Linked DNA regions of Mus musculus: all the other regions are linked to region 3. The links are chromatin contacts, called in public HiChIP or PLAC-seq, Micro-C and promoter capture Hi-C maps. All regions are on one chromosome and are shown on one strand. Each heading gives the region's core, a stretch centred on a gene start, on an enhancer-like site or on the middle of the called end of the contact. The rest is flanking DNA. Distances are from core to core; before and after follow the strand shown. Region 1 holds the start of Crlf1 (cytokine receptor-like factor 1). Region 2 holds the start of Klhl26 (kelch-like 26). Region 3 holds the start of Cilp2 (cartilage intermediate layer protein 2). Region 4 has its middle 57 kb from the start of D130040H23Rik.

Region 1 (5,030 bases), core at 191-2,690, 610 kb before region 3:
GCAGCAGCGCAGCGTGGTGCCCCTGCGGTGTGGCCTGTGTCTCCGGATGGGGTCCTGAGAGTGGTGGGGAAAGATCTCCAGTGCACTCAACCATATGCGTACCCCGGTGTTGCCTCCCCTGTGAAATAAATGTGGGACCACGAGTGCGGGCGTGCGTGTGTGTGCGTGCGTGTGTGTGTGTGTGTGTGTGTGTGTGTGTGTGTGTGTGTGTGTGTGTCTGTGTAGAGGATGGAATGCGAGCGCCGCGATGGTGTGCGAATACGCATCTGGGCTGCAGCGCGCGTCGGAGGGCAGGGTGACGGGACATAAGCCAGTGGGGCTCTTTTGTGTGTCTTTGGGTGTGTCCCAGAGAGGGTCTGGATGTGGAGACCGCATCCTGGCGGGGATGTGTGCGTTGGGTGATGGGGGCTCAAGGCCAGGAGTTCCTCCTGGGACAGTGGGATTCTCTCGGCAGCTGACCCCCACTGGGTGCCCCTTAGACAATGAAGTCTGGGCTCGCGGTGCCCGGACACGCTTGCTCTCGCTCCTCACCGAAATTTCAGTCGCTAGAGGCTCTCAACCCAGCGCAGCCTGAATGAGACCGGTTGTGAGCCCCACCAGTGGAGAGGACTTCGAGGATACCAAAGCATGGAGTCTGCTATAGGGGGGAGGGGGCGGCGCCGACCCCACGGAGAGGCAAGTCCCGAGGGACGCCGGGCCGCATGCCAGGCGGACAGGAGGGCTCACGATAACGCCCCACCCTCCCCCCGGGGATCATCACTTCATGGGGGAGGGGACCCCACTTTGCGCCAGCACCCAACCCAACGCACCCAAGCGTGCGTCCCCGGCCAGGGAGGCTTCCCTTCCGCTCTGATATCCAAGACACAGGCGTGCGCCCCGAAGCGTCCCAGCACCCTGAAGGAGGGGGGTCCCAGGACACTGCGATGTCCTTCAAACTGAGCCTGGCCAGACAGCCTCGCAAAGGGGATACAGATAAGAGGCCTCTGATGTATAACGGGGTACTCTTGGGAGGCTGGGTGGTGGTGCCATGAGCCCCACAGGTGAGGGCGCCCCGAGGGCCGCCTTCCTTTGTTCCCGGGACGTCCAGGTGGCGCTCGCGCCCCCTCTTCCATCCCCCGCGACTACCCCCCGGGGCGCCGGATCCCGGCTTCCCTGGGGAGGTGGGGAGCAGGGCGCACGGTACTCACGGGCTCCCGATCCGCCCCGAGGCACCCCGAGGACACAGAGCAACAGAGGCGACCACAGCGAGGACAGCGGCCGCGGCGGCCGCCGCGCGGATTGGGCGACGGGGCCCGGGCGACCCGCGGGCATGGGGGTGGCGCGCAACGGGCGGTGACTGCAACGCCGGTATGGGGCGGGGGCGAGTCTGCGGGGTGCAGATTGGGGCTCGGGTCCTCACGCGCGTCACTGGGCGCGGACAGCGAAGGCCGGAGCAAGTCTGAGCAGCCGAAATTGACAAGGCGCTAATGCGCCGCTCGCCCCGCCCGGCCCCGCCCCCGGCCCGGCCCGGCCCCTGGGGGGGGGGGTTGATCGTGGGCCCCGCACCGGCCTTCCCACCGCCCGCGGGCACCGCGCGCCCCGCCCGGCCGGCCTCCGCCCAGTTACCACTCCTGAACGTCCCATCCTCCTGCGCGAAGCCCCCCACTCTTTCCCCACCAGCCCGTGGGACCTCCCTCTCTGGTCCCGCCCGTCCCAGGCTTCCCACCCCCTCATCTGGGATCCTGTACCCTTAACTCCGAATGGGTTCCTAGCTCGCAGCCCTGGTGCTTTTCCAGGATCCCCTCCAGTCTACCGGGATCCTTCCTATCCACCTTCCCCGCCCCTCTTACGGGGCCCCCATACCCACTTTGGTCCGCCACACACACATTGAGCAGTACCTGAGCCCGTTCATCCTCTTTCAGCCCTTCTTCCTTCCCCAGAGAGTTTGAAAGTTGCCACCAGTCCCTTTCTCTGGGTGCATGGGTCCTACCGATCCCCACCCTAAGCCTTCATGCCACCTCTCCCATCGCTGTAGTCTCGTTTCGTGCGGGGGGGGGGGAGCCAGAAGGCAGGGAGGGAGTCTCCGGCCTCTGGTCCCTTCTCAACTATCATATCTGCGGGTATTGGATATGGGGATGTCCCGGAGCGCGTGCAGGGAGCCCTTATGAGTGGGCTCATGGGGAGAGGTGTGTCCTTTGGGGAACGGGACCGAACCCTGCATTCCTAGTTCCCATCGGTGCAGAAGAGTTCTCCCTAAACTTCTTCACATCCCCCCACGGAAAAATCCACTCAGCGGCCCGCGGGTGGGGTGCGCCACGCGGTGAGTAATCACTGCAGCGGCCGCCGCCCGCCAACTTCAGGTAACGCGGGCAGCCCCGAGCAACGCAGAATTATCACTGATTGAGCGCAGAGTTTTTTCTCTGGGTTATTTTTGTTGGCCACTGTTTGGGGTTTTGGGGACCCCTCCCGGACCAACCCAGCCCTGGCATTTCATCTCTCTGATCGCTTCTTCGTCTCCACCCTATCCGGATGCCCACGAAGGGAGGTCTCTGGCCTGCAAGGTCTTTGCTGGTGGGGCGGCGCTTGAAATGCGAGTTCCCGGGTGGTCCCACCCCACGGGTTTGGTAAAGGCCCCCAGCCACAGCTCCCTGAGAGTAAAGGGCTCGATTTCTCCCATACAGCCGTTCCCTTGGAGGCTCAGCCCCTTCCTTAAAGGTCCTCCAAGAAGCTTCAAATGACAAAGGAGAGAAATAAAAACTAATTCGGCCACTGCCATTTTGCTGGGGGCAAACTAGGCCACTTGTGCCTCAGTTTCTTCTTTTGTACAGTGGCTAATCTGGGACCAACTTAAAAGTTTACGTGTAAAGAATCAAGTACGGGAAAGAAAATCCCCCCAAACTTAAAACCTGATTAGCACGGTGGGATGCAGAGGTGGCACTGGCTTGCAGGTCTCCTCTGAGAAATGTGGCCAGGTGGCCTAAGGCTCTGTGGAGACCTGGGTCTTGGCTACATTTCCAGGACCATTGCCGCCCCTCCCCCACAACGCCTATTCGCTCCGGTCTCCATATAGGTAGAGAGGTAGGAATCTCGACTCCTGGGAGGCTTTTGGAGCAAAGATCTTTATTTTACTTGTTCCCGAATGCTCCTCCTCCCAGTCCCGGGTGGAAAGGGCTAACTTCCCCTATGCACCCAGGTGCTGCAGGCAACGACCTGGGAGCTGCGTGACTGAATGCTTTCCCCTTCTTCCCATACGTACAATCCATCAGCAATCCGGTTGGCCCTGGTTCCAAAACACACCCCCATCCTGAGCTTCTGACACACCCCTCTCCTGGTCCAGGCCCCTCATCCTCTTCCCGGGATGTTGCAGGCCCTCCTCTGGGCTCCTTCCGCCTCCCGGGATGTTGCAGGCCCTCCTCTGGGGTTCCTTCCGTCTTCCTTCAGTCTTTGTTTTCGTCACAGGCAGAGGGACTTTGAAAGAAATGAGACCCAACTCTGCCTTGCCACCCGTGCCCATACCAGATGCTCCCCTCTCCAGCTCGCTGGCTGTTTGGGCTCGTTGTTTTCAGGAGCCTTCCTTCTTTGCCTGTGGCTTCGGGGAAAACTTCCCTCGCGCCTTTTGTGAATTCCCACAACTCCCCAGCGACACCTTCACTCTTTCACCGTCTTTGCAGCACAGCTCTTGAAAGCGCCTGCTCTCTAGCCACTTACTTCATTTTGCTAGTCCTGAATACCTGAGGGCTTCCCAGATTCCATGCTGCTGGGCCAAGCGAGGGCCAGAGGAGTTCAGTAAATACAAAAAGAAAAAGTCATAAAAGAATCCTGTCCCTCCAAGAAGCCAGAAAACAGCATCGGCTAGTGTCCTGCCGCTGGGTTTCAGAGCAGGGTACTGCACACACCCCTCTTAGCTGTCTGACCCAAACTGGCACAGCCCTCTCTGGTGTTTAACCCCTACCCTCTGGATGACCTTTTTACCCTTTGGGGCAAAGAAGTTGGCCTTAAGGTGCACCCATCCTTTCCCTGTGTTCCCGTGGAATTAACTCTTTCCTCGCCAGTCCAGGCCTTTCTTTGCTTAGGAAAGGAAGGTAGTTATGGTGTACTTTCTGACAAATATTGACCTAAGTCATTGAAGGTGGCTGGGAATGTTAGAAGGGGTGGGTGGAAGGGCTCTTTATTAGCCCTGAACATTTTACCCAGGAATCTCCTGTGGAGGAACAAGGCAGGTTTAAATCAGAGAAATTTCCCCAGCCTCAGATTCCCAAATGTGAACCACTAAAGCTTTGCTAGAGCAGCAGGGCCAGTAAAAATCAAAGCCTGCCGGACTCAGAAGGGCAGAGCGGGGACCTGCCCTTCCCTGTGACCGACCATTCCTCCAGGAGCAGCCCTCCCCCTCCTGCCTGTACCTGGCTGCGCTCTGAGCAATGGGGTATTGAGAGTCTGCTTGAGGGCCTATGGGTGCTCCAGCCTTTCTCCCGGGGACAGCCTAGACAGTAGGGACACCAGACCTCAATTTTATAGTGTTTTGCAACTTAAGTACTAGATATGGATGTGGGGAGGTCCCAGTCTGGATTTGGGTGCTCTGGGGCCAACCAAGTCTGTGGTCCTTGTTCCTCTGCATCCTCAAAAGACTGTTGCTGAGTCCCAGGATAGCCAGTCGTATGGGGGAAGCACCGCACCCCTCCTCTCATCGCTCCTCCCTTGACAGCAGGCAGCGGCGCCACCCTGCCTTGCCGGGCTGGACTCCGTTTGGGGGTGGGGGTCAGCAGGGTCGTGACGAAGGCGGCCAGGGACAAAGGGCGCTTGTCTGCGGCCTGCCCTGACCGGGTGGCTGCTTCCCGGACGCCGGGAGTCCGCTGATTCACGCGGACAGCGCCCCCCGCCCCCGCCGCGCCGCCCCGGGGGGTAGGAAGTGGAGGGGGGGGGGAACGCGGGGCGGCGGCGAGTCAACTTTCCCTCTTAAGCCCCGAAGGAATGTCGGCGGATTTCCTGAAATCCGACCCCGGCCGCCCGCCGGCCGCCCGCCCCTCACCTGGGCCAGCTCCCCCGGGAACGCC
Region 2 (5,227 bases), core at 2,598-5,097, 590 kb before region 3:
GCTCCTTGCCCAGCGTCTCATCATGGGTCAGCAAGGGCTGTTTCTCAATATCACACAAATAGGCTCCAGCATGTCCTCCAACTCCAGTGTCACTGGAGGCTAGAGTGGATGAAGATTGACAGCAATTCCTTCTTTTTCCTAGCTGCATTGCTGTCCTTTGAGCTGTTCCTGGCACTGAACTATGCTTTTCCACCTTAGGTCCACCCGGAACATTCTGGACTCTTCCAGTACGTTCTGGAAATGTGTCTAATGATTTTTTTTATGACTCTTTTATCAGTCCACCTGTTGATGGATTTTTGAGATATTTTCAGTTTGTGGCAGTTTGTATTTATCTGTTTTGGTCAAAACATACAAAGAAACAAACACAAGAAGCTAAGGGCCTGGAAAGATGTCCCAGTGAGTAAAGGCTCTTGCCCCCAAGCCTTAGAGTCTGACTTTGATACCTGGGGCTCATATGGTAGGAAAAGAGAACTGACTCCCACCTGGTCACTGTGGTATGCACCCACACCTGCATACTGGCACACAAAGAAAACTTTTTTTTATTTGTTCATTTTTTTTGTTTGTTTGTTTTTTTTTGTTTTGTTTTGTTTTTGAGACTGAGTTTCTTTGTGTAGCCCTGGATAACCTGGAACTCACTCTGTAGACCAGGCTGGCCTCAAACTCAGAAATCTGCCTGCCACTGCCTCCCAAATGCTGGGATTAAAGGTGTGTGCCACCACTGCCCGGCAACACAAAGAAAACTTTAACCACCAACAAATTATCTAGAAGAATGGAGAGGTGTACTGCCCCAAAGTAACAATGTGTCTTCACTGGGAGTGAGCAGATTCAGATAATGTCAAAGGTGGGTCCTATACATCAAAACAGACTATCGTTATTCTTTTTGCATCCATCAATCATGTATCTATCTGTATGTCTATCATCTATTCATCATCTATCATTTATCTGTGTCTATAATCTATCTACCTGACATTTACCTATCTGTATGTCTGTCATCTATCCATTTATCAATCATCCTATCTATCCATCCATCTATCATCTATTCATCTACCTATCATTTACCTACCCTACCCATTCATCCTTCCACCCATCCCTCCCTCTAGTCCTCTATGCTGAGGACTGGCAAAGGCCACAGGACCTGTGTCGAGGGCATAGGATGATTTGCAGGACTCAGCTCTCTCCTGCCATGTTGGTTCCAAAGAACAACCTCGGTTTGCTGGGCGTGGTGATAGGCACCTGCATCTGGAGCCGTCTGCCTTTCACACTGCTTTACTTTTTTGGAGAGAAGCTGCATAGCCCAGGCTGGCCTCAAAGATGCTTCCCCCCCACCCCCACCCCCCGCCTAGCCTTTAGAGGGCTGGCATGGTAGTTGTGCATCACCACAAGTAGCCTAGATCATCTTGTAAACAAAAAGATGGAGGAAATGGAAGGGGTAGAGATTTCACTGGCTCAGAACTCAGTGATTAAGACTGCTAGATGCTCTTGTAGAGGATGTATGTTTCGTTCCCAGCACCCATGTGATGGCTCACAGATACCCGTAATCTTTGCATTGCCTGGTCCTCTGCCATATCATCCTGAAGCCCCCAGGCATCTGGACCTGAGACTAGGGTGGCACAGACAAGGTCCCCAGGCATGCTTTCTTACTTGTCTCTAGACTGTGGCTGTATGTCTGACATGTGGGGTGAATTTGGACACGTGTGAAATGTGCACACATATGGACACCATTGATTGAGGCAGCATGTGTGGAGGGCATGCCAGCCATGGGCCTCTCTGCCAGTCAGGTTGAGCTTGCATACAGCACAGCTGGAACCAAAGTTCAAAAAGCTGACCTTAGGTGGTCAAGGGTGTGTCCTAGGGGATTGCAGAGACTCCTACATGAACACATTCACTGTTTATAGAGCAATGGCTGGTGTCTGTCCATTTGTAACAATGTCTGAGTACCTACTGTGTTTCATTGGGTTTGGTCCTACTTGGATTTTTTAGTTTGATCCACAGGTAGTCCAGGCAGACCTTGAATTTGCTGTTTAGGCAAAGATGACCTTGAATTGATCCTCTGTCTCAGCCTCCGAGTGAGTGCTGGGGCTGCAGGCATTGGGGTGCCATGTTTGGTGGCTAGTCTTTGATTTTACCTAAAGGAGTTGTACTTTCTAGCTGACTAGCTGGATGCATTTCAACCTACTATAAGCTGAGACTCTGGTGTGGGAGGTTGTAGGCAGCCAAGCCCCTCAAGCATTGCTGCCATTTATCCTCTGAGCCTTAAGCAAGGAGGAGTGATGGAAGGGAGAGAGGAAGAAAGAACAGAAGACAGAAAATAATAAAAAAGGAAAGACAGCCAGGCATGGTGATATATATGCCTGTCATTCCAGGACTCAGAAGGGTGATGACACAGGAGGGTTCACAGTTGCAGGCCAGCCTAGGAGACACAGTCTTAACAAAAGGAAGACCTTAACAAAAGGAAAGCCTTGCACAGACATGGGCCTTTGAACCATTGCTGAGGGTTGCAAGTCTATAGCGTGCTTGAGGTAGAGGGTGTGGAGGCTGGCTTGTGTCTCTGTGGGCAGGGATTTCGGGAATGGGAGCTAGAGTATGAGGGCAGATACAGAAGGGATGGGGATTTGAGAGTGGCATTGGGCCCTGAGGTAGGAGGTTCTGAGCTTACTATATGCTGAAAACGCTGAAGCAAAGGGTTGGAAGTCAGAGGGTTGGGTTGGGTTCAGGCTGGGAAAGGGATATGGCTCGGGGCAGGATGCTAGTGAAGAGGGTCTGTGCACTCAGGGACTTTTGTTCCCTCACTCATCAGAACATGCCATCTGAGCCATCCCGCTTCTGCCAAAGATAAGCCACGCCCACATCTGTGCGCCGCCTAGCCCACACCTTGTTTGCCCCGCCCTTCATGGCACGACCTTCACAACTTAGGTTCCACATCTCCTACCAAGGCTCTTCCCCAACCCTCCCATTCTTGCAGTCCAGACCCGCCCCCTCATTATGATGAGCCCCGCCCAAGTCCCGATCCTTCTCCCAGCCCTGGCCCCGCCCAGGCACCTCCCGAACGTGGATTCGGCCCTCTTCCCATCCCAGGCATATGTTCCCAGCAGTTCTGCTCTTAATTAAAAGACCCTCCCAACCTACCCTTTGCCTCACCCCTCCGCTAACCACGCCCCTCTCGGGCTAGACACTTCCCATCATCATCCTGGGCTCCTTCCCTCCTCTAGGGGCGGCTCCAGTCTTCCTCCACTTTTCTTCTGGTCCAGCATATATCTAACACCAAGAATGACCCTCAGGCCGCCTTCCCCTTCCTGGTTATGTTGGGAAGTAACATGGTTCCATTTCCCGCATAGGCCTTCCAGCCACTCTCTCCACAGCCAAGACTCGCCCCTCTCCAAACTCAGGCCCTACCATACCTTGGAGCCAACCTTTTCTCCCACAGAACTTTTCTTCCACAGGTCTCTTCCCTCCTTTACATAGGCCCCGCCCCTCTTTAGGTCATGTCCTGCTTGAATCACCTTTCTCAGACCCCTCCCTTCTGAGGGCCATGACGTCTTCAACCCTTACCCCCACTTCAGGTACTATCTTCCTTAGGTCCGCTCTTAGGCCATGCTTATAATTCTTATTGCACGCCTCCAGGGTTTTAAGCGCCACTTCTCTTCAAGGCTCCGCCCCAATCCCCGCCTACCTCTTTGGCCCCTGGTCTTTCAGGCTCCTCCCCCTCACTTTCTTTGGCCTTACTCGATGTTCTTCTCCGACCTGCTCTCCTCAGGCCCCGCCCCTGATCCCAAGCTCCGCCCACCACTCGAGTCCCTCCCTCCTTCTCAGCGGCTCCGCCCGCTGCCCCGGGCCCCGATCTCCCGATCAGCGCGCCGCCCCATCGCTCGGGCGCGCGGCGGAAGATGGCGGAGTCCGGTGGCAGCAGCGGCTCTAGTCAGAGCCCCGAGCGCCCGAGCAGGTGAGTCCTACGCCTCTGTTGGCATGCACCACTTGGCTCGGGCGGGGCCGACCCGGGGCCGCCGGGGGCGTGGACGTTCCGAGTCCCTGTCGTTAAGGTCCTGAGCTATGGCGTAGGCCTGAGGGCAGGCTGAGGCCCGGCTTCCTGGGAGCTGCGAGCCCGGGGCTGAAGGGGTTCGGGGAAGGTGACGTGGGAAGCTCCACAAGGACCCTGGGGCCCGGGAGGGAGCCGAGGCGTTCGTGAAGGGAGCACTGAGACCACCTGGTTACCTCCACAGGTCCTGATGGCAGGGAACAAGAGGCCTAGGCATGTCTGGAGGGGAACACTGAGGCCAGTCACCTAGGAGCCTGGACATGTCTGAGGAAGACACTGAGGCCAGTCACCTAGGGGCCTGGACATGTCTGGGGAGACACTGAGGCCAGTCACCTAGGGGCCTGGACATGTCTGGGAGACACTGAGGCCACTGGGAGACCTCAACAGGTTCTATTTGTCAGAAAATTGTCTAGGGGCTTGATAGGTGAACAAGGGACTTGGGCATGCCGTGAGGGGACACTGAGGCAACCTTGGGGGCCCCAGCAGATCCATCATGATGGCCAGGGAGTCTCAGGGACTGTGAGAGGTCGGGATGTATTTGTGGAGTTTGAGCACTGTGAGAGAAGATACTCAAGAGTATAGGGTCTTTCTTTAAGACCCCCTTCCTTCCACCCTTCATAGGGTTTAAATACCCCTCCCCTCACTCTAAACGTTTGAATTGGAGGTCTTGCCCTCAGATATTGGGTCCACGTTCACCCCTTTTAGTTAAATGAGGTCACCCTTTTTCCTGGTCAACTCTGAAGGTGGGTTCCTTGAACTTGGGAATTTGCATAAAGATGGCAAGTATTTTTAAATATTTGTTTTATTTTGGTTTTTCAAGACAAGGAATCTTATAGCTGGTCTCACAGATGCCATATAGCTGAGGATAACATCAAACTGCTGGTTATCTTTCCTCAACCCGAATGATCAAGATGACAGGCATGCATCTCTATTCCTGTGGTGCATGCTAGGTGAGGACTCTACTACTGGGTCATATGCCTGCCCTCTACCCATCCTATTTTTAAGATAGTGACTGATTTGTATAGCATAGGCCAACCTTGAACTCAAAAACTTTCTGTTGCAATACATTTTTGTGAATTGATCTGGAGTCTCAGGGGAAGAGCACCTACCGGTCTTAGGGAACTCTCTTAGGGAGCACTCACACCCTCCATTTTCACATTAACCCAGAGCCAGGAACCCCTGCCCTGAGACAGC
Region 3 (4,752 bases), core at 694-3,193:
CCTGCCTCCCAGGAATACCAGCCCAGCATCTTCTGCCCCGCGCGTTCGGCCGACGCGCTGCACCGTGACCTGACCACGCAGTGCGAGAAGATGGACATCCCCTTCCTGTCCTTCCTGCCTGCCGAGGTCAGATGCACCCACTCTGCCCCTGCCCTGGCCCGTCTGAGCCCAGCCCCTGACACTGCCCCTCTCCCCAGGTGCGGCTCATCGACGACGCGTACGGGCTGGTGGTGGACGCAGTGCTTGGGCCGGGAGTGCGGCTGGCTGAAGCAGGCGGGCACTGCGCGCGCGCGCTGGCCACGCTGAAGCGACTCTCCATCCCGCTTGTGAGCCTGGACGTCCCCTCAGGCACGCCACCCAGGGACAGCCTGGTTACCCTAGCCTGTTTTTTTCCATCCATCCTAAATTCTACCCCTCTGCACCCCCCTCCCCCAACTCGGTTTTCCTTGTCCAACTCTTTCAACCTCGGTTTCCGCGTCTGCCCCCATCGTATTTCACACCCGCCCTGAGGATGGGAGCGATACAAGTGGCTGTCCCAAGTGACTCCGTGTCCCCTTGGTCCGAGTGCTCAGCTCCACGGGCACCACCCACCACCAGTCCTGTGAGCTCACTCGGCAGAGGCCACGCCTGCCAGGCCAGAGCTGCTAAGGACAAACAGCGCTCAGCCTCTCGTGGGGACTGCGTGGGGGTGTCCCCTAGCTACACTGCTCCAGGACAATCCCCGACCAAAGCCGAGGCATATCTAGTCCTAGGGGGATACAGTAGGTGGTCCCGGAAAAGTGAGGGATTCTGCAGTTGGAAGCCTCTAATCAGAGAGAGGAGCCGGTGGCTCTGGTTAGTGCCTGAGGCAGGAGAGAAGTCCTGGTTGCTGGTTCGTGGACTGGGTGGAACCGAAACTCCTGGTGGTTTGGGGAGAGGGCAGAGTCCTAACAAAAGTACCACGAGGTGGGTCAGAGAACCAAGATGTCTCAGGTCGGAGGGGGAAATCAAATACGATAGGGATGTGGGGGCACAGTTTAGAAGGAGGGGGGTCTCGGGTCACAGTACAGGGTGGGGTAGAGAGGCTGAGGTCAGACCCGAGGTGGGTGAGGAAGGTCTGATTTAAGCAAGGCGCGGTTCCTAACCTCTGCGGAAGGAGACACGGCTCAAGGCAGAGGCTGGGTCTTGGCAGACTAGCAGTGGAAATGGTGTAGTCGGAGGGTGGAGGCGGTTTGCGGTTAGCAGGTCTGACCGCTACCCGCGTGCGTGGAGGGAGGCAGAGCAGACTTGGTCCCGGGCCGGAGGTCCTCAGCTCCCCCTCTTCCGCCCTCAGGCTGGGATGCGGAGGCTGGCGGAGACGCAAAGGACGCGGTGCAGCCCGATGTGCTGGTGTCCCTTGCAGCGCCCAAGAGCTGCGCCGGCCGCTTCTCCGGACGTCTCCACTTTGTAGCCGGCAGGTTCGTGCCTGATGACGTCCGCCGAAAGTTTGGCCTGCACCTGCCAAAATATACTGGCACCGACTGCGTGGCCTCACTGTGAACCGCACCAATAAACATCTCCACCACCTCTCCCCTGCCTCTTTTGTGTACCAGGCCAGGGGGTGGGCGGGTGGAGAGGAGACTTCCCTCCGGGTTTGTGGGGAGGAGCTGCGCCGTGGAGTTTCTTAGAATGGAGAGCAGACCCCTGCTGGGGGGTGGCCTCCAGTACTTAGGACCGAAGTTTAACAATATAGAGAACGTCCAGCATCCTAGGGCGCCAGCAGCTTCAAGTTTCAGACCAGAGGGAGCCAGGCACACAGCACGGGACCCAGTTGGAGAAGGAGGGGGGAACGCAGGACACCGGGCAAGGGCAGTCTAAGGGCGGAGGTACCGCGGGAGGCTTAGAAGACCCAGTCTGGTGTGCGGGGGCGTGGCTTGTGGCCCGTTCCGCCCTTTTAGGTCCAAGCAGCGGCTAGGCCCGCCACAGTCAGATCTCAGAGCTTCGCAGAGCAGTTCGGACCTGGCGATGGCATCACCTCTGCCCTTGCTCTATCTCTGCCTTGCCGCCTTACACCTAGCGGGAGCGCGAGGTGAGATACCTTGGGAACCACCCCCTACACACACACACACACACACACACACACACACACACACACACAAACAAACACACCAGGACGACAGCCGCAGGCACAGAAGCGGGCGGGGGAGCACCTCATGAGCGTCCCAGAGAGCCGGTGAAAGAAACCTCTTCCATCGTCGTCCCAGGAAGGTCCACTTGGCCAAGGCTTTGAATTGTAAATCATCAGGTTTCCAAATCTGTGCCAAGGGGTCGTAGCTGTCTCTCCGCGGGGCTGGTGACAGTCCTATTTCTCAGAAGGCTGGGGCTCCAGGAAGAAGGGGTTTGTCTGAACCTGTCTGCCTTCCTATTCCACCCCGGAAAGATGGAAGGCCAGAGAAACCAAGGACTTACCTGTTGGCACCTTGCGTCCCACCTAGAAAGACCCGGGAGAGTATATGGCAGGAGGGGACTTCCAGGAAGAGACTGCAGCGGTCTGCGGGTAGAGGCAGAGCCTAATACACTCGACTTGTGTTTGATGAACATTTGAGCCTAGAGGTGTAGTGGGACATAGAGTCGCCAGATCTGCGGAGTGACAGGGCTTCAGGGTCCGCTGCTAGTAATGGGAAGGCTTCCTGGAGTGGGTGCTGCTGCAGTCCCCGGGGCTAGAGCTGGCCTCTCAGATCCTCAGTTTTATATCCCGTGAAATGTGGTAGTCAATGTTCCCCCTGTTGCACCAAAAGAGGGGTCTCAGTGGTCCCTATCTTGTGCCTCCTCGAACTCCCACAGATGCCACCCCCACCGAGGAGCACACTTCAACCGCCAGGGGTCTTCAGGGACGGCCGCCAGATACCGGCCAGCCCTCGCCAGCCCTGGAAGATTGGGAGGGTGAGTCACCTCAGCAACCCGCCTGTGTGATCTGGGCCTGGTGGGGTCAGTGGGGAGGGTAGGGAGAATGAGGAGTCCTTGGACATCACAGCTCCTTGGGCCTCAAGGCTCCAAGCTGGAGAGACTAGGGAGGTGGGACCCGGGCTCAGCGTGCGATGCTCACAGAGGCCAGCGAGTGGACGTCGTGGTTCAACGTGGATCACCCGGGAGGAGATGGCGACTTCGAGAGCCTGGCCGCCATTCGATTCTACTATGGTCCCGCGCGGGTGTGCCCGAGACCACTGGCACTGGAGGCGCGCACCACCGACTGGGCGCTACCAGCTGCAATGGGCGAAAGGGTGCACGCCAACCCAGAGCGTGGCTTTTGGTGTCTCAATCGTGAGCAGCCTCGAGGCCGCCGCTGCTCCAACTACCACGTGCGCTTCCGCTGCCCACTGGGTAAGGGGGGGACCCATAGGCCTGGGCGGGCGGGTACAGTACGACCCTAAGGGGCAAGGCCCAGTGATGGCAGGGCACGGGCGTGGCTTAGAGAGGCACACCCATCAGCACAGTGAGGATGCAGGGAGCTGTGCCCAGATTGTAGTAGCTAGTGCACTAACATGCCAGGATCCCATTGGCCCATCCTGAACAGCTCGGTGTTGGGGATGCCTTAAGCCTCATTGTATTGAAGTCCGATGGGGAACAGCAAGGTTAATTAGGACCGCATCTAGCAAGAAGGGGTGTGTGTGTGTGTGTGTGTGTGTGTGTGCAGGTGAGCTCTGTGCAGAACTGCATGCAGTCTGCCCCTGCAGTCAGGGAGGGTGTATGCCGGGGGAACAAGACCCACATAGTTTAGAAAGCCCGCTGACCAAGGTGGGCAGATGCAACTCATCTCCCACCTTGCTCTGCAGAGGCGGCTTGGGGCGCTTGGGGAGCGTGGGGCCTCTGCTCCAAGAGTTGCGGGCTAGGTCGTCGCCTGCGCCGCCGCAGCTGTCAAAGCTCCTCTGGGGACACGTGTCCCGGGAGCCCCCAGGAGGCGCAGAAGTGCGTGAGATCCCGTTGTCCAGGTAGGAGGGATGGGGCCTGAGGAGGGGATGACCAGGGGTGGAGCTTACATAAGAAGGGGTCCAGAGGACTGGACCAGTTGAAGTGGAGGCCATACACACTCTAGGGAAGAAGACTATACAGAGGGGGTCGGTGGATGCTGGGCAGGCATGGGAAGACCTGAAGAGTTATTTCACCTAGTGTGCACACTAAGATATCCCTGTGAAGGCTTCTGCCTTCACTCTGGGTGCATACTCTGGGTGCCCACATTCAGCCTTCAGTCTTTGCCTGTTCTGCTCGCCCACGCAGACACGATGCCCAGGCCCTCCCTGTGCCAGACAGCAGGCCAGCCAGGAGGGGACTGGAAATTCCACTTGGGCCTGGGCTCCACAAACATGATCTGCAGACAGCTGCAACAGGGCCCTCATATAGTTGGGGCACGATGTCGCCAATGGTGGGGACCCCACCCGGTGCCTCTGCCCTGAAGTTTCCACTGGAACTTTCCACTTTGTGGAGAAGCAGCAGCGTTGGAAGTGTGACAGATGTTGTCCAAGACAGCCCCTTGCTCCCAGCCCCAGCTAGGAACACCTGCCTGATGAGTCCTCACTGTCTTAAGAATCAGCCTCTTTGGTCCCCTCTTGGAGCTTCTCCCTTGCATCTATGGACCCACCTTCCTTACATTGCTCCAGCTCTGCCCACTTATCCCTGTCTCCAGACTGACTTAAGTCCAGCCACACTGAAGCTTGTGGGGAACTGATGGGTGGCAGGGTCACTTATGTTTGTAGCTGAGTGCAAAGCTCTCCCCAAGAGTTCTCTCTGCGCCTGCCG
Region 4 (4,938 bases), core at 602-3,101, 560 kb after region 3:
ATTTCTTAAAGAGTCAATATTATTTTACATTATATATTATGTAGTCTATGTATTATATATTATACATAATGAATCAAAATCAGATGAGGGTCTTTGTGAGATATTGTCTCAACCAAAAAATAAAATAAAATAAAAATTATAATCACTGTTTAAAAATGTGGTAGTCTTCTTGAGATTAGTATTATCATGAAATTGATTAAGTAGATTAAAATAACCTTGAACTCTTGGATATCAGATTGTCTTAGCCTCCTAAATGCTGGGATTAACAGCATGTGCTACCATGCTTGGCAATAGTCATTACTGAAAATGATTTTATGGGCACAAGTGACAGACAACTGAAATGACTGAAGAGGTTTTACACTCTCCCCATTCTCCTATGCTTCTTTTTATCTATTATTCAGTTTTGTTCTTCTTTCCCTTTCTGTGTGTGTGTGTGTGTGTGTGTGTGTGTGTGTGTGTTGGCTACTCACAGGCTTTCTTCAAAAACCACAGTGATCTTCCTGCCTCTGTGTCCTAAGTGCTGGGATCAAAAGAATGTAAAACCACACTCACCGTGAAAAATAATTTTTATGGTACAAGGTCCTCCTCCTCCCCCTCCCCTTTCCTGTACCTCTCTCCTTTCCCCCCTTCCCTCTTTTCTTCTTCCTACTCCTCCTCTTGTCCTCTTCCTCCTCTTCTTCCTCTGCCTCCACTTCCTCCTCCTTCTTCAGAAATAGAATTTCACTTGTATTTCATGTATATGGGAGTTTTGCCTGTTTATGTGACTTTGCCTCATTCCTGCTTGGTGAATTTATGGCTGCCTAGGAGGTGAACAGATTTTTTCAGATTCCCTGAAGCTGGAGTTAGGGATAGATGTGAGCTGCTGAGTGTGCTGGGAAGGAAACCTGGGTGCCCTCAGAAAATCGGCAGTGTTCTCAACTGCTCGTGTATTTTCCATCCCTAGGTTTCTAATCTTTATAATATTTGCTGTCCAAGACAGCCTAGGTCATTAGAGGGGTTAGACGCCCACTGTTCATTAACAGTTCAATTCATCTGCAAGTCAGAGAATCTGCCTGAGGCAGGAATGCGCTCCCTAGTTGGCCACTTAATGCAATGTAATCACTCCTGAAACCATATACACACAATAAACAACAAACAAACAAACAAATGAACACAACAACAACAACAGACTCAGCAGGTTGTATGTGTGTGTGTGTGTGTGTGTGTGTGTGTGTGTGTGTGTGTGTGTGTGTGTGTGTGTGTTGTATTGTGGCTCTTTTCAGTTAATTGCATGAAGGAATTACACTAGTCCAAGTTAAAAGCGGACCCCAAATGATTACATTATACAAGCTGTGAGGTTTTTAAACTTGTGACAAGGGACAGAAGGGAAATTCTACTCATTGCAAGGAAATCCTCACTTAAGCCACGAGCACTTAAAACCCATGACCCTTCAGTTGATCTTCCTCAGCCAGTCCAATCTCTATCAGGAGCTGGCATATGCTCTTGCGCTGGTCACCCTGTGGCTGAATTACTTCTCCATTTTCTTCTGGATGCTCAATTACAGTACCATTGCAAGCAAATTTCTTCTTAAACGCCTTCACTAGTTTCTTTTTATCGTACTCATCAGTGATCAGTTGTAAGGGTCTTCCTGTCGTTTCTCTTTTGAATTCTTATATGGATATAATCCTCAGAGCCAGCAGGAAGCAGGTCATCACCCTTACTTGCATCAGCAAAGGGGTCGAAAGAGTGGAGGTTCTGGATAGCGGACATACGAAAAGATTCCTTTTCCTCGGCGGAAATGGCCTGCGGAAGGCGGCTGCGGGAGAAGGCGGGCGTGGGGGACGTAGCTTCGGGAAGCAAGAGGGCTCGAGGGGGAGGCAGCTGAGTCCTCCGGCGGCGGCTCAGTGACTGGGGCCGGTTGTAGTCATATATTAAGAGCTTACTTACTCATGCATGACAAGGAAGAATTTGGGAAGGGAAGGAGGGAGGACAAGGAAGGGTGTATGAGATGCAATATATTTCAATGAACAAGTACAAAAGTAAACTTTAAATTAAAAGAAGAGGGGCTGGAGAGTTGGCTCAGCAGATAAGAGCACTGAGTGCTGTCCAGAGGACCCAGGTTCCATTTCCTTAACCCAGGTAGCTAACAATGTGCTGTGACTCCAATGGTTGGTATCTTCCGCCCTCTTCTGGGTGCTGTCGGTACTGCGTACAGACACAACTAGGCAGATATCCATATAACCATAAAAATGAAGGATAGAACAAGAAGTGTATACTTGGGATTAAACTTGGATCCTCTAGAAGAGCAGCCACCTCTCTAAACTGTTGAGCCATCTCTCCGGTGCCTTGACGTGCTATTTCAATGCTGCTGATACCAATTAACATCTAAAATCTCTTACCATTCATTTACGAAGAAAAATACTCAACACACTGTTTGGTGTTGTCACAGTCCTGAGACAGACAGCCTCCAGGCTTAGTCAAAATGAACTCTTTCTGGTCCTGCACGGAGGCATCCATGACCTTCCTCTGAGCCAACCTGCCCAGAAGGAAAAGCAACCTTGTTCTGAGTATAAAATAGCTCAGTATAGCTGTTCATCTAAGTACAACATCTACTGTGCTAATAGGTGACTTACCCTTGATGTTTGCTCTATATATGTGGTATCTCTTGTTTGTATGTGTGGGGATTGTCACATTGATATATCTATCTTTTTGTTTGCAGTGTCACTGATGAGAAATTTGTCTGACTCCATTTTGAAGGTAGGGGCCATTATGCTGTATTATGAAAAATTAAGTTGATATTTACTATAAGAGCTGATTTGCTGTGTTTAAGCCTTTGTCCTAGAGCCTGTCTTGCCCCGACCCATGAACTTTACATATTTTGGAGAACACCCTGACTATATCTGACCCTATATAACTGCATATTGGCCACATGATGTTATTTTGTTGTTGTTGCTGTTTTTGTTTGTTTTGTTGGGATGTTGTTGTTGTTGTTTTATATTTCCTTTTTCTCTCATTGTCTATTTTCTGTAAACCTGCTTGGGAAATACTTGTGATTTTACTCTTAAAATGGGGCACTAAAAGTGGATTCAGGGTTGATCTCTTTAACTAGAATTAGGAGGCAGGCCGGGCGTGGTGGCGCACGCCTTTAATCCCAGCACTCGGGAGGCAGAGGCAGGTGGATTTCTGAGTTTGAGGCCAGCCTGGTCTACAGAGTGAGCTCCAGGACAGTCAGGGCTATACAGAGAAACCCTGTCTCGAAAAAAACAAAAAACAAACAAACAAACAAACAAACAAAAAAGAATTAGGAGGCAGTTGCTGGCTAGCTCTTGGATACAAAAATCACCATTGCTTCCAGCAGTCCAAAAGTTGCTGTAGTGGTCTTACTTTCCTCCGGATTGATTAACATTTGAGTTTCAGTTAAGATCTTGAGGTACAAAATGAACATGCCAGAGACATTTTCTTCTGTCTTTTAAAATAAATTATGTATATTTCTGCACAATTTTGAGCTAAAAACGACACCAAATCACCAAATGTTTGGCTTTTACATTGTGATCATGTTCTAAAGTAGAATTTCTTTAAATGAACATAGTTAGGAATAGGCAGAACTCTACATGAATGTGTCCAGACTCCCTAAAGAAAATCCCTATGCTTCTTGGTTTTGTTTTGTTTTGTTTTGTTTTGTAAGAAAAATGACTGCCATGCTGCTGGTAAAAATTATCTTTAGCTCTTCTGTCTTGCCTGTTGTTATGGCTATTCTTGGTAGTCAAACTGACTGCAACTGGAGTTAACTGAGAGTTAACTCCAAAGAGTTGCATATGCCTTTGAGAGATTTTTTTTTTCTTAAACGTTTTGAAGTGGTAAGACCCTTCTGGGTCTTTTGAGGTGATAAGATCCACCTTTAATCTAGGCCACACCTTCTGGTTGCAGCCAACATGAAGAGAGGACACTGAAGAAAGAAGCTCTGTCTCTGTCTCTCTTTGACGACTTGCTGTATCTCTAGCTAGTATGTTCTTTCTCTGAGTGGCTTGAGAGCTTACTCCTTTGAAAATGTGCTGTGCAATGAAGCCCAGCTGAGACATCCAGCCTCATGGACTGAACTACTGAATTCTTCAAATTTTATTCGGTCGACAGTCTTTGTTGGACTAGCTGGACCCCATCCTGTGTAGCATTCTAATAAACCCCTTTGTACACACGTAGAGAGATCTGTTTGATCAGCTCTGTTCATCTGCAGAACCTTGACTAGTGTGGTTGCTCTTTTCATCATAACTCAGGCACATGCTGGCTCAGGATAGTGCTCATAAACACCATAAGTATTCAACTTTCCGGGGAAACTATACTTTCCATGACTATTAAGCTGTCCTTGACATGAATAGTGGTAGACATGAATTTCAGAAGAAAACGCCTATAGGAATGTAGCCATCATCTAGTTTGATCTTCTCTCTCAGGATTGTCTGAAGTACCCTTGCCACCAGGTAAAACGTAGCTCCAGGTCACCTCATTTCATAGTGAACTCACAGAACAAAGGTGTGCTTTCTAAAATCTCTTCTTAATTGTTTATATCGTGAGCACCCTTTCACCTGTGAGACAGGAGAAACACTCCACCCCACCTTGGCTAGTGAGGAAGTGCCTACTAAGCACAGGAATACAGAAGAAAAGCTACTGGAAGTCAGGGGCAAGTACTACTACAAAGCAAATATCTGCAGATCTGGGAAAGCTCTTGACCTTCGGTGGAACCCAGTGCCAGGAAATACTCTTCCGTGGTTTTCTCTATACTCCGACTAAGAGAAAGAGAGACTCTTGTCACTCAGGCCTCATGAGCCAAGCAGAACCTGCAGTCAGAGCACCAGTCATAGGAAAGGCTGGTTCTTCCTGGGGCTTCCGTGTAGCTCTATTCTGAAGCTAGGGAAGTGCCGGTCGTTCGGTGACACTACAAGGAGCTCTGAGGGGTGCAAGGACAAG

Evidence for each region. Promoter capture Hi-C pulls out the DNA fragments that hold promoters and counts their contacts. A called contact is a pair of places that touch in the nucleus more often than the background predicts. HiChIP or PLAC-seq counts read pairs in DNA pulled down with a chosen protein or histone mark.
Region 1: a Micro-C map of embryonic stem cells shows a contact between it and region 3, with 3 times the contacts expected there. The contact joins the promoter of Crlf1 here to the promoter of Cilp2 in region 3. A contact is called at or near these places in 8 of 39 promoter capture datasets (cranial neural crest, embryonic stem cells, hematopoietic stem and progenitor cells and 2 more), 8 of 484 Hi-C or Micro-C datasets (all in embryonic stem cells), 1 of 115 datasets of contacts at active chromatin or transcription factors (embryonic stem cells) and 3 of 9 other capture datasets (adipose tissue, liver and pancreatic islet).
Region 2: a promoter capture Hi-C map of liver shows a contact between it and region 3. The contact joins the promoter of Klhl26 here to the promoter of Cilp2 in region 3. A contact is called at or near these places in 3 of 39 promoter capture datasets (cranial neural crest, embryonic stem cells and liver) and 2 of 484 Hi-C or Micro-C datasets (both in embryonic stem cells).
Region 4: an H3K4me3 HiChIP or PLAC-seq map of forebrain shows a contact between it and region 3, with 4 times the contacts expected there. The contact joins the enhancer-like site here to the promoter of Cilp2 in region 3. A contact is called at or near these places in 24 of 39 promoter capture datasets (the 3T3-L1 cell line, 3T3-L1-derived adipocytes, the C10 cell line and 13 more), 2 of 15 datasets of contacts at CTCF or cohesin (embryonic stem cells and stem cell-derived epiblast-like cells), 39 of 484 Hi-C or Micro-C datasets (B cells, the G1E-ER4 cell line, LSK cells and 17 more), 12 of 115 datasets of contacts at active chromatin or transcription factors (astrocytes, craniofacial prominence, embryonic basal ganglia and 6 more) and 1 of 9 other capture datasets (embryonic stem cells).

The regions. Positions count from the first base shown.
Region 1 is chr8:70,489,558-70,494,587 of GRCm38.p6, reverse strand. It overlaps Crlf1 (cytokine receptor-like factor 1), which reads right to left and starts at 1,440. Exons shown (of 9, transcript NM_018827.4): 1 at 1,188-1,440. The coding sequence starts at 1,311. 1700020G03Rik (a long non-coding RNA gene) reads right to left here. Exons shown (of 2, transcript XR_870493.2): 2 at 3,897-5,030.
Region 2 is chr8:70,475,563-70,480,789 of GRCm38.p6, reverse strand. It overlaps Klhl26 (kelch-like 26), which reads left to right and starts at 3,847. Exons shown (of 3, transcript NM_178771.3): 1 at 3,847-3,940. The coding sequence starts at 3,885.
Region 3 is chr8:69,884,583-69,889,334 of GRCm38.p6, reverse strand. It overlaps Cilp2 (cartilage intermediate layer protein 2), which reads left to right and starts at 1,943. Exons shown (of 8, transcript NM_026818.2): 1 at 1,943-2,047; 2 at 2,803-2,901; 3 at 3,067-3,339; 4 at 3,792-3,947. The coding sequence starts at 1,984. Yjefn3 (YjeF N-terminal domain containing 3) reads left to right here. Exons shown (of 6, transcript NM_001353930.2): 4 at 13-126; 5 at 198-348; 6 at 1,313-1,547. The coding sequence ends at 1,518. It overlaps Gm33746 (a long non-coding RNA gene), which reads right to left. Exons shown (of 3, transcript XR_379069.4): 1 at 3,065-4,752; 2 at 2,428-2,741; 3 at 951-2,341.
Region 4 is chr8:69,326,029-69,330,966 of GRCm38.p6, reverse strand. It overlaps the pseudogene Gm7688. Among named protein-coding and RNA genes, the nearest start is that of D130040H23Rik, 57 kb to the right of the region's middle. Within about 2 kb of position 1,851, at least 30 of the 459 cell types and tissues checked have an H3K27ac peak or open chromatin away from gene starts, as enhancers often do. A contact at or near this core is called in cerebellar granule neurons, cerebellum, cerebral cortex and 7 more, where this site is marked.